Regions from separate parts of the Sus scrofa genome. Here region 1 is linked to region 2. Evidence: chromatin contacts called from public Hi-C data. All regions are on one chromosome and are shown on one strand. Each heading gives the region's core, a stretch centred on a gene start, on an enhancer-like site or on the middle of the called end of the contact. The rest is flanking DNA. Distances are from core to core; before and after follow the strand shown.

Evidence for each region. Hi-C and Micro-C count contacts between places; a contact is called where the count stands out from the background.
Region 1: a contact with region 2 is called in a Hi-C map of liver, with 1.6 times the contacts expected there. The contact joins the promoter of PARP10 here to the promoter of OPLAH in region 2. A contact is called at or near these places in 3 of 5 promoter capture datasets (fetal liver, fetal skeletal muscle and liver), 12 of 47 Hi-C or Micro-C datasets (alveolar macrophages, brain, embryonic fibroblasts and 7 more) and 2 of 2 datasets of contacts at active chromatin or transcription factors (alveolar macrophages and skeletal muscle).

The regions. Positions count from the first base shown.
Region 1 is chr4:685,748-692,086 of Sscrofa11.1, reverse strand. It overlaps PARP10 (poly [ADP-ribose] polymerase 10), which reads right to left and starts at 3,576. Exons shown (of 11, transcript XM_003125470.6): 1 at 2,689-3,576; 2 at 2,354-2,608; 3 at 2,045-2,281; 4 at 1,379-1,962; 5 at 1,042-1,263; 6 at 858-921; 7 at 4-654. The coding sequence starts at 2,854. GRINA (protein lifeguard 1) reads left to right here and starts at 5,943. Exons shown (of 7, transcript XM_021090537.1): 1 at 5,943-6,095.
Region 2 is chr4:626,009-631,852 of Sscrofa11.1, reverse strand. It overlaps OPLAH (5-oxoprolinase), which reads right to left and starts at 1,952. Exons shown (of 28, transcript XM_021090413.1): 1 at 1,855-1,952; 2 at 1,203-1,426; 3 at 935-1,126; 4 at 323-422; 5 at 120-243; 6 at 1-30. The coding sequence starts at 1,373.

The sequences.
Region 1 (6,339 bases), core at 2,327-4,826, 59 kb before region 2:
CACAAGTGGGGCCCAGAGTTGCCAAGAGAAAGGCCAGACTCTGATCCCGGGGGCCAGCCAGCAGCGCTGCTAAGTGGCGGGCAGCTCGTGTGGGTTGGGCCCCAAAGCCACGGAAGACAGTGTGGTCGCCACGAAGGGCAACACTCACGCCGTGGCACCGCCCCAGGCGGGCGCACAGCTCTGCGGGCAGCATGCAGCCCTGGGGCGCCACCGTCTCCTCCCGGAGGTGCACCTCCAACGCAGCCTCCAGTGCCCGGTCCAGCTCGTCCAGATCCTGCTCAAAGGCCACATGCACCACCAGCTGGGCGCAGCCGCCAGGCCCCTGGCCCTCGTGCTCTCCTTCCTCTAACCAGGGTGGTTCCAGCAGAGAGAGGGCCAGGGCTCGCTGGAGGGCCACAGCCTCCTCTCGCTCAGCCACCTGGTCTTGTGGCTCCAGAGACTGGTAAAGAGCCAGCTGCAGGGCGGCCTCCTCCTCCAGCGGCCCAGGCACCCCCGTGCCTGGGGCCACTGGCCCCTCGCCAGCCCTGGGAGTCACAGCCTCCTCCTCTTCCTCTTCCTCTGGCCGCCCCTCAGGCTCCTCCTCCCCCAGCACCAGCGGCAGCCTCTCTTCCCCCTCCAGGCCCTCCAGGGTGGCCAGCAGCTCTTGGACCTCCTCTGTGGGCGGGGAGATGCACTGGGTCAGGAGTCGGGCCCAGCCAGGATGGAGCTGGGGGACAGGAGGAGTCAGGGGGCCAGTGGAAGATGGAGGAAGGGGTTAGAGGGCATCTGGTCACCAGGCAGGTGGGAGTGGAGGGCAGCATGGAGGGTGAGGTCAAGAAAGGACCACAGGAGGTGCTGGGGGTCCCCAGGAGCCCTACCGAGGCTGACATTCTCCTGGTCACGTCCCGCGTCATCTGGAGGCCCCAGGGCGCGGGGGTCCACCTGATGGGGGAGAATGTCAGCGCCCGCCAGGCACACCCCTCCCGGGCCTCCCAGGGAGGGCGAAGGGGGCACCGGGGCTGAGGTGTGAGGAAGGGGAGGCGGGATGGGCTGCAACTCTACCTCCTCAGGGTCCGTGTGGAGGGCGGCCCTGGCCAGATGCTCTGTCCCAAAGACACACTGAAACTGAGCCTCCAACCCACGGAGGAGGTGCTGCCCCTCTGGGCTCAGCAGGAACCCGGCACTGCCTGGGTGCTTCAGGCTCAGCACATGACAGCTGATGCTGCCAAGCAGACTTTGCAGAAACTCCTCGGCCGCCCGGCACGGGCCCGGGGCTCCGCAGAGCTGCAGGATCACAGGGAGGGGCTGTGCGCAGGTTTAGGGCAGAGGAAAGGAACCCAGAGCCCCTAGTGGGAGGGGTCAGAGGGCAAACGGTGAGGAATCCTCAGGAGTCACTCACTCGAAATCCAGTCGTATCTGATCCCTCGAGTGGGAAGAGGGCGACGTCTCCCAGGCCAGCAAGAAGGTCCTCATGATAGAGCTGTAGGAAGCGCATTGCTCCCGGCTCCATCGGCAGCACCGTGTCCATCGGGCCCTCCTGCCCCGGTGACCCCACAGGCCCCAGGCTCACCGACTCCACCTGCTCCGGAGAGCCCATGGTGTTCTCCACTGGGCCTGGAGAGCCCCCAGGCCCCGGGCCTACCAGCCCCGCCTGCTCTGAAGACTCCATAGGCCCCGAGCTGATGGGCCCGGCCGGTCCCAGTGAGGACCTGCGCCAGGGAGAACCTGTCCTCACAGAAGCTCCTGACGGCCCTGGTGCCTCCTCCGAGCCCAATGTCACAGGCCCTGCACAACTCTGGGCCCTCGTGGGCCTTCCAGCCTCCGGGAGAGCATGCTCGGGGGCCCCGGGGCCCAACGCAGCCAGGTGGCTCCCTCCACGGGTGTCCTCAGCAAGCTCCTCCGGCTCCAGCACTTCATAGTGGGGGACAAGGCTCAGCTCTGAGCCCTGTAGCCGGTGGTCCCGCTGCAGCACCCGTTCAGCCGCTTGGAGGAAGGGAAAGGACAGAAGGAGTCAGGGCTCCAAGGCACAGGGAGGGGTGGGCCCGGTCCACCCAGCCCCACTCACCCTGCCACTGCTGGAAGGAGGCGACGGTGCCCAGGGTCCCCGGCAGCCTGCGCAAGCCTTCCAGGGGCCCCCCACCACTGCGGCGCTCGTTCTCCAGGTACAGCTCCAACAGCAGCGGGTCCGCAGCGGGGCTGCCCCCCACTACACGCACCGCTCGGGCCTGGGGCACCCAGGCCAGGGATACCTCCGCCCCCTCCAGGCCCACGGCCCGCGCCCGCTCCGCCAGCACGCGGAACTCTGTGGGGAGGGTGTAAGTCAGCTCAGAGCCTCTCCCCTAACAGGCACCTCTGCCCCCATCCCGCCTCTCACCTGCCTCAGAAAGGGGCTTGGGCAGCTGGACCAGGGCCCGGTCTGGTCGGGGACTGGCCAGGGCACGGCAGGGCTGCTCAGGGTGACCTGTGGCACGAAGCAAGGCTTGGACGTGCTGCTCCAGGCGCTGGGGTGCGAGGCCGGGAGGCAGTGCCTGGAGGAGCAGGCGCGCAGGGGCGCGGGGCGGGGCGGGCCGCAGGCTCAGCCGGGCACCGCACAGAGTGTGCTCCTCCTGGGCCAGGACCCTCGCTGCATCTGCGGCCAGGGCAAAGGGGGCTGTCAGGCCGGAAGGCCGGCCGGGGAGCCCGCCTGCCCCTTTCCGTCCATGCCCTCACCTGCAGGCTCCCGAAAGCTGAGTATGCCCCCAGGGCCAAGTCTCTGCCAGCTCAACACAGGTCCACCCCCAGAGCTCCTGCGGTTCTCAAAGTAGAGCATGAGCAGCTCCTCGGGGACATCGGGGGTCAGCCCGCTGACTTCCACCACTGTCCCCACCTCCCCCATCGCAACCCTGGGGCCAGAAGAGAGGGTAGGGTGGCAGCCCCGCAGTCCGGCTGCTCCCCCCAGCCCCCTCCCCCTTGGCAGTGTCCCCTGGCCCGCCCAGCCCGTGCCTTCAGCCCAGACCCCTCCTCCCCAGCCCTGAAGCAGAAGGCCAGGGACGCAAAAGCAAAAGTGAAACTGTTGCAGGAAGAGAGGGAGGGAGGGGCCTGCAGTGCTGGGGCTGAGAGGCTGCCTCTCAGGCCCTGCCTGCTGAATGTTCCAGCCCCACCCCCCAGGTCCTCAGCCCAGCCCACGAGCCCCATCTGCCCCACCCCAGCCTGGTGCCGCCAGGGTGGGGGAAGTGGCTCCTGGAGGTCCTCCACTCCCCACGGGCCCTTCCCTGTCAACCTCAAAACGGCCAATCACCCTCCCTACTGGGCCCGGCTGGGGACTTGGGTCAAGGACCTCAAGCCTCTGCGTGGCCCTCCTCCACCGCCTGAGCACCTTGGGTCCCCAGGCCAGGCCCCGGCTGAGGCCGGCTTTGGACTCTTCCGGCAGCCTTCGCGACTGCATCGCTCACGCTTAAACAACTAGCAGGTGGCCACACCTCCAACTTGTGGGTGCTGAGGGTGAGCAGCTTCCGCTCTTGACCTACAGGAGCTTCTGCCCCAGTGCCTTCCTGCTGCTCCCCGCACTCCCCTCCTGTGGCTCTCTCCAGTCCGTGCACCTGCCCAGCCTTCCCAGCCGATGTTGTCATCACCACCACACCACCAAGGCTAACCCCAGAAGGAGCAGGCACACTGCTGGGCCGACATGCCTGGCTGCAGCAAATCCTATCACAGGAGTTCTCGTTGTGGCTCAGAGTGCTAAGGACCCCCGTGTCTCAGCGAAGATTCGGGTTCAATCCCTGGCCTCGCTCAGGGCACTAAGGATCTGGCGTCGTCATAAGCTATGGCATAGGCTACAGGTGTGGCTTGGACCTGGTATTGCCATGGCTGTGGCGTAGGCCTCGGCTGCAGCTCTGGTTCGACCCCTAGCCTGGGAACTTCCGTATGCCACGGGTGTGACCCTAAAAGGAAAAAATCCTCATCGCAGAAGAGAAGGAGGCAGGGATAGGACCCACGGCAGCGCGGAGCCGCACACACAGGCTGCGCCTTTAGAACCCACGCGCCCCTTGTCATTGAACCTGCCCATTGCCTGGATCCATTTGCTTCCAGCCTCTCAAAGAGTCGCGCCTACCACTGCTCCCCATCTCCCCCACTGACCCCTCAGCCACTAAAAGCCAGCCTCCACCCCAGCTACTTCTCCAAGGGATTGAGCACCTGTCCAGCCTATAGCCTGAGCTGTCCGGCCGACACTTCGGTTGTCCCTACCGTAGTCTGAGCCGCCGTCATCTCTCGTCGGGATCACTATGCTAACCTCTTAACTGACCTCTCTCTGCCACTCCTGCCCACACCCTCTGCCCACTGTCATTCTCCACAGAGGGCAAAGTGAACCTTGTGAAGTGGCACCAAGGGCTGCGACAACTCAGACCATGGTAAAGCCAGAGTCCTTTGGCGGACCCGCCAGGCTGGACTGACCGGGCCCTGGTCTCTGGTCTGGCCGCGTGCCCTCAGCTCCGTCGGCCAGTGCAGCAGACCCTCCCACCTCGGGACCCTTGCACTGGCCCTTCCCTCTTCTTGCACCAGCCTTTCCTATGGGGCCACCGGGACACCCCTCCCCCTGACTCACCTTACCAGGCTCTTAGTGGCAGATTTAACCTGAACCTAAAAGTCTTCAAGGACCTGGGACTTGCATGAGCCCTGACTTCATATTTGTTTTTGTTTGTTTGTTGTCTTTTTAGGGCCACACCCACAGCATATGGAGGTTCCCAGGCTAGGGGTCGAATCGGAGCTGCAGCTGCCAGCCTACACCACAGCCACAGCAATCGAGGTCCAAGCCGTGTCTGTGACCTACACCACAGCTCACGGCAACGCCGGATCCTTAACCCACTGAGCAAGGCCAGGGATCGAACCTGCATCCTCATGGATGCTAGTTGGGTTCGTTAACCACTGAGTCACTACGAGAACTCCCCATGTTTGTCAGTTTTAATTATTTTTCTTAAAGAAATCCCCTCAAATTGTATGAAATTCCAGTTCTACAAAACCCGAGGTCATCACTACAGGCTCTATATTTCTCGTCTCATAGGATTCGCTGCCTTCTCTTATGCTGTGCAATCCACTTGTTACACAAATCTGTCCTGTGTGCTGGAGCAGCTCTCATCATGACCACGCTGTTAAGTGTTCGGGGATCATTATGAGTCAGTTGTTAAAACAGGCGGTCGCTTGAAATCAGCCAGGATGGGGTATTTATGCCAAGGACAAGTGCGAGAAAGTACAGATCGGGGCTTCCCTTCTTGTTCAGGGGTCAGTTCAACGTTGAACCAGCACACCACCCACACAGGACAGAGCCTTTTCCCAACTACTGCTGGGCCCGGGAGCCAGGAAAGTGCAGTAAGATGCCAGGCCCCAGGTGGAGAGGCCCTCCCGAAGGGGCTCCAGGAGACAGCCCTGCAGAGGATGACCCTGGCTGTGGCGGTCAGCACGTCCTCAGGACCGCTGAAGTCCAGGGAAGTTAACTTGGCCTCCAGTCCTGGGGCATCGCTATGCCTCAGCCCCCTTGGCAGTGGAACAGGGCTAAGAATGCCACCCTTACAGCTCGGGGATTCGCGATGAGGACAAATGAGGATAAACGGTCTAGGAGGGACCTGGACTAGTTTGATAAGGAGCAATTAAGCAATTAGGCCTCTCGATATGAGACAGACCTAGATGAAAGGAGAAGTGGGGTTTTTAAGGCCAAGGAGGGCTTGTCCCACTCAGCAAACTCCAGATTTAGGAATACATTTCTCAACCCCCTGAACCAAACTGGCAAGGCTAGGTCTCAGCCTCAGAAGTCTACAGCCGTCACCGCCGGCGCCGCTGCGTCCTCCGCGGGCAATGCGGGGAGCCGGGCAAGAAGCCAGCAGGGCGGCAGCATCAGCTACAGTGCGTCGGGGAGAAACCCCGCATTCCCAGAGCCCCGCCCCCCGGCCCCGCCCCCGCGCCGCCGGCCCCGCCCAGGCCCCGCCCCGTCACAAGGCCCCGCTGCGTCTCCCCCGCCGCAGGCGCAAGCCTAGCCAAGCCGGCCGCGGAGCAGGTGCGGGCGCGGGTGCGAGCACAGCGGCCATTGACCGCGCGGCCGCGCAGCGGACCCTGTGCGCACCGTCTTGAGAGGCGCCCCGCGAACGGTGAGTCCCCGGCCCAAGCCCAGCAGCCTGTCCACTCGCTCAGCCGGCCGGCCCCTGCCGCCCCCGCGCGGGACTTGCGCAGCGGAGAGGCCTCGCGGCGGGTCATTCGGTTGGTCCGGCCGGGCCCGCGGCCCCTGCGGGTCGGGGGACGGCGGCGGGGGCGGGCAGCCGGAGGGCCCCGAGGAGGGCGGGGGCGGCGCGCTGTGGCGACACCGGGGCCCGCGGCCCGAGCGCCCCCGCAACG
Region 2 (5,844 bases), core at 703-3,202:
GTGCCCACCTGCTGCTCATGCTGGGCCCACCTGCGATGACGCCCAGGGCCCCTGAGCCTCCTGCCACCCCCCCCCCACAGCCGGCCACCCAGGGCCCCGCCCCAGCGGCCCACACTCACGTGTAGGAGTGCATGAGCACCACGGCCAGGCTGCGGATGCCTCGCGACAGGAGCCCCTCCAGCTTCCCACGCAGGGCCTCCAGGTCCACAGGCTGCTGCACCTCCAGCAGGTCCCCTGTGCAGCCTGCCAGGAAGCCCCCAGCTGCCCCCTCAAAGGCCTGTCAGGGCCTCCACCCGGTCCCCCCCCACCTGAGGCAGCGCACCTTTCACAGGTGTCCCAGCACCCGGCTCCCCTCGGTACAGCACCACACGCTCGTCCACTTCCAGCACCTCTTCGTACAGCATCTCGGGCATGGGCACAGCCTGAGGGTGGGCAGAGGCTCAGAGGAGGCCCAGGCCTGAAGGTCCTGGCTGAGGTCCCGGGGGTGGGGGAGCCAGGCAGTCGAGGGAGCCCAACTCAACTCCCAACAGGTTGAGTTGACTCCCCAGCAGGTCAGCCACCAGGTGCAGGAGACACTGTCAGACAGGGTGGCCACAGCAAAGCCCACCTAGGGGCCGGCTCTGCCCAGAGGCATCTTAGTGCAGCCAACTGCCCCACCCCCACAAGGGCAGCTCCTTCCCAGAACCCAGCAGTGGCGGTGAGGGTCAGGGTCCAGGATGCGACATAGTGGCAGACCAGCACGGGACAACCTGTGACCACTCAGGGCTAGGGGTGGCGCACTGTCCCGCCATGAGTGCCCAGAATCTCCTCTCTATCAGCCAGTGGCCTTGAGCTAGCACTGACCCTTCCAAAGAGTGCCCTCCCCAAGGGGCCAGGGCACCCCGGGAAATCATGAGTGGCAGAGCTGGTCACCCGATGGCGTGGGTGAGCTCACCAGGTCAAAGAGGTCCTGGCGGGCCTGGGTGCCCACATGCAGCAGGTCTCGGAAGCCTCGAGTCACCAGCAGTGCAAGTCGCTCCCCCCGCCGTTCCAGCAGCGCGTTGGTGGCCACTGTGGTGCCCATGCGGATGCTGGCGATGCGACTGGTGTCCAGCGGCTGGTCCCGTGGCAATGGCATGCCCCCCTCCTGGGAACCACAGGAACCATCAGGCCTCTGGCCCAGATGTTCCCCCACCACCACCCTGCCACTCTGCCCTGGCCACCTGCTCCAGGATGCGGCGGATGCCTTCGGTGGGGGCATCCATATAGTTGGCAGGGTCCTCTGAGAGCAGTTTCAAGACCCTCACGTGCCCCCCGGGGCACTGGGCAAAGACGTCTGTGAAGGTGCCTCCACGGTCGATGGCAAAATGGAAGCGCCCCTCTGGGACACCCATGGTGACAGGGTGGCAATCCAGCAGTGACTCTTCAGGCGGCAGTCCTGGGAGAACTGGAGGAAGGCAGTGGTCAGCAGGGGAGCCTGGAGTCATGTGCAGGTGGGGAGACATTGGGGGATTCGGCCCGGGGTGCGGCGTGCCTGGGGGAGGCAGCAAGTGCCACGCCAGGCCTAATGCCCCCATTGCCCAGATCCGGTGCGCAGGGTCAGGAGGAAACCCAGGTGGAGGCGCAGAGGGAGCCCTCGGGCTGGGGGTTCTGGCCCTTGAGGAACTAAGGGGGGGCCGGCGGGTGGGGGGTGGCAAGTGAGAGAAGGCCTGCTTCCCAACTGCTCGACCTTGGAGCAGAGGCCATGCGGGACACGGGGACGGGGCGGAGCCTGCGCAGGTGACGGGGCGGGGAGACGAGGAGGAGCGCGCGCGGGGGGCTCGCGGGGGCCGGGGCTGCAGAGGGAGAGCGGGAGGGACCCGACCCAGGGCCCACCTGGCCTGTCGGCTCCGGTCCCCCGCCGTCTGTTCGGGCTGCGCTCGCTCCGGGCCGCGCCCGCCCCCAGCCCGGAAGCGGGGCCCGCCCCCCGCCCGACCGGTCCCGGCGCGCCGGGCTCTCCCGGTTGCGTCAGGCTCGGGCTGCCCGGAGCCGCCCCCTCCTTCGGCCGCTAGCCGCCCGGAGGACGGCAGGGCGGGGCCCGAGCTGGGCCGGGGGCGGAGGGAGCTTCCAGCCCGAACCCAAGTCGGGCGGCGCTGTGCGGGAGCGGCGCTTTCCCCGCGACCCGTTCCCGGCACCTGTTCCTCCGGCCGCCCGGAGCTCGCCAAGCGTGGGTGCCCGGGGGACCTTCCTCCAGGTCCAGGGGGCAGCGGGAGCGGGCTGTCCAGCGCCAGGCAGTTGTGGGGGACAGGGCGGGGGTGACAGGGAGGGCGGAACTGAGGGGCTGAGCGAGCCCGGGAGAAGCCCCCCCCCCCCCCCCCCGCACACACACGCACACACGCGCACGCCCCAAGCGATCCTGCGACACTCGGGCTGATGTGGCCAGAGGCCTGGTCAGTCCCGTGACGGGGCGGATGGCTGCCCCTCTGCGGCCTGTTTCCCGAGACCTGAAAGCTGCTGCTGTGCCTGCCAGGCCTGAGGTGGGCTTGAGCTCTGAGGGCCTCCAGAAAAGGAGTGGTGGGGGCAGGGGGCTCCCCAAGCCCAGCAAGTGAGGGGCTGCCCGCCTGATGTACCAGGCAGACAGGGCGCTGGCTTTCCCCCGGTCCCACCCCACCTTGGACATCCCTGCTTCCTGGAGCCTTGCTGGCTCTTGAAGGAGAGGGGGGTGGGCTGCACCCAGGCAGCAACAAGGCTTGGCACTGACTGGGTGGCGTCTGGCCGCCTTGCATGATGACGGCTGAAGGGCAGCCTCCTGGCTCCCTCCCTTCAGTCCACCTGTTCTGATGTCACTTTCTCAGCGATTTCACCGTCTCCCTTCTGCACCCCGGACGAGAGACCCCCACTCCGCCCCTTGCCCCTTCCTCCGCGGCCCCTGCCAGCACCTGTCAGCACCTGCCCCACAGGAGCAGGGGTCTCCCCCTGCTTTTCACTGTCATGGCACAGCTGAGTGAGTGGCACTTGCCAGCCTCTGAGAAGACCATCCTTGGGCCCCTGGAGTGCTCACACTCACCTCTTTCAGCATTCTTGAACTTGATGGTTCGGCGCCGAGGCAGGCGAGGGCTGGCAGCCACCTCAGCCAGGAGCCCAGAGCTGCAGAAGCCCAGGCTGCTGCCCCGACTCTTGAGCACCAGCTTCAGCTCCTGGTTCTCCTGGATGAGCTGCACGAGCCGCCGAAGCTCTTCATTCTCCTGTGCCAGCCGCTGGATCTCCTGCCTCAGGCCCTCGTAGCTGCTGAGGAGGGACATGCCCAGCAGCGGTGGGTGGCAGCTGCCAGCAGCTGGCAACGCGCTGGCCAGGGACATGGGACCCCGCCATTGTGAGATCAGCAGCTGCTCCTAACCCCGGGCCTCAGCAACATTCCGGGGCTTCAGAGCCAAGGCCCCGCAGTTCTGATCACCAGGAGCAGGGTGCACCTGACCTCTGACCTTTGGCCCCCTGAGGGCCAAAGGATAAGAAAGGCCAGACCTCCCCCAGGCCAGGAATCCCTCTAGGAGGCTCCTCCTAGAGGACAGAGGTGTCTTCACCCCAGCCTAGCACAGCGGTGTAGCAGGGAGAGAGGGTCCAAGATTCAGGCTTCCCTGCCCAAACATCTGGCCACCCACTGCAGCATCCCCGCCAGCCCATGCCAGGTTGTGGGACTGGGTGACTCTGCACAGTTCCAGAGGTGGTCATGGCCAGCACAGCATCTTAAGGGGTCTCAAGCTGAGAAGACGAGGCCTGCCCTCCCCACCCGCCGTGGGTCAGGGCCATCATGTCCCTAGGCCATACCCAGGGAAGGACAGCGCCTCCAGGCCTGGTTGGTGATCTCAGTGGGAAGAAATTACGAGAAAGCTCAAGTCCATTACCACAAATGTGAAAGCTTAAAACAACACACACTCATTCTCTTCCAGTTCTAAAGGCCAGAAGTCCAAATTGAGTCTTCTGGGCTAAAGTCTAGGTGTTAGCCAGGTCATTCCTTCTGGAGGTTCCTTGCCATGTCCAGCGTCCAGCATTCCTTGGCTTGTGGCTGTATCACTCTGATCTCTGCCTCCAAAGTCAGCCTCCTCTCCTCTCTCTCTCTTTTTTGTTTTTTGGGCCTCGCCCATAGTATGTGGAAGTTCCTGGGCCAGGGGTGAACCCAAACCACAGCAGTGGTCCAAGCCGCTTCCGCCACAAGGTGGGAACCGTAACCCACTGTGCCATCGGGGAACTCCTTCCCTCTTCTTCTCTTCTTCTTTCTCGTCTTTCCGTCTCTTCTAGGGCTGCACCTGCGGCATGTGGAGGTTCCCAGGCTAGGAGTCTAATCAGAGCTGTAGCCACCGGCTTACGCCAGAGCCACAGCAATGCCAGATCCAAGCCGCATCTGTGACATACACCACAGCTCACGGCAACGCTGGATCGTTGACCCACTGAGCGAGGCCAAAGATCGAACCCGCGACCTCATGGTTCCTCGTCGGATTTGTTAACCACTGCGCCGTGACGGGAGCTCCTCTGCTTCGTTTCTGTAACCAAAGACCCGCCCTTCAGGGTCACTCAGGGTTATACCTGGGTCCTCCAGGGCACTTTCTCTTTCTCAAAATCCTCATCTTCGTTATGCCTGCAAAGTGTGTTTTTTGCCATGTGTGGTAATGTTCACAGCCTTCGGGAACTGGCACCGGCTATCTCTAGGGGGTACTCCTCAGCCCGTTACACTGGCTGGACATGGGGCGGTGACCCCAACTGCACGGGATTCATCAGCAGAGGACAGCACCTCACTGGCTTGGGGCGGCTGAGCCCTAAGCTGTGCTGACTCGGATGTGACTTCTGGAAAGCCAGGCTTAAATGTGAGAACCCGCGTGGGGGGAGGTGCTGAGTGGTGACATGAGAAGCTGCTGCGGAGGGGCAAACGTCACAGACCTGGTCCTGACGAGCCATTGGACGGATGAATTAACAAAACAGCAAGAACAACAAGCCCAAGGAGGGACTGGCTGACCATAATCCGGAGTGGCTAGACTAGACCACCGAAAATGTCCGCTCTTAAGCAAAACGTCATGAGACATTAAACGAAACGACAGCATGACCGTCGCACAGGCGGGGCAGGCGGGAGTAGCTGCCTTTGGAAGGGCCCAGGTTTGGACTTCGTAGACAGAGATGTCCAAGCTTTGCTTATACCAAGGCCCATGAGAAGCTGCAGTGGTAGGTGGTGGCTCGGCAAGGGTCCCACTGCCACCGCAAACCCCCACCTGCAGCAGCAGACACCGCCCTCGGGCCCCTTCCACCAAACTGCTCCCCCCGCCCCGTTATGGGCACGACTTTTGCCCTCCCTGCGCACGCACGGCCCCTCTGCCAGCACTGCCATCCTGGGCTTACCGAAGGCCTTGCCTCCCGCTGGACACGGCTGTGCTCTGAGGACGGGTGGCTGTGCGCTCACGACCCTGGCCCTCACAGGTCTTCCCAAATTCCCTGCCGGCCTCCTGGAATGCTGAAAGTCTGCCGAAGGCCCTGCCGTGTTGCCAAATGGCTGCGGGCCCCTCTCGGGGAGGGACACTGCTGAGACGCATCAGTGCTGCCCGCGGGGGTCTGGGGTCCAGGGACATGGTCACTCGGATGTCGTGAGGCTCAGCGCAGGGCGCTTCCAGGCCAGGCCCCAGCACAACCTTCACAGGGCTGCACGTTTGGAACATTCGCCAGAGTAAACAGTCCAGTCGCAGTCCAGACTGTCCCTTCCCACGGCCACCTGCTTTCAGCCACTCCTCCCTGCAGCATGGAACGGGAGGGGCGCTGGGGAACCCGTTCAGGGCAGCTGAGCTGGGCGTCTGTTTAGCTTGTGTAAGGCGGGCACAGGCACGTCCCGGCACAGTGGAGCTATGG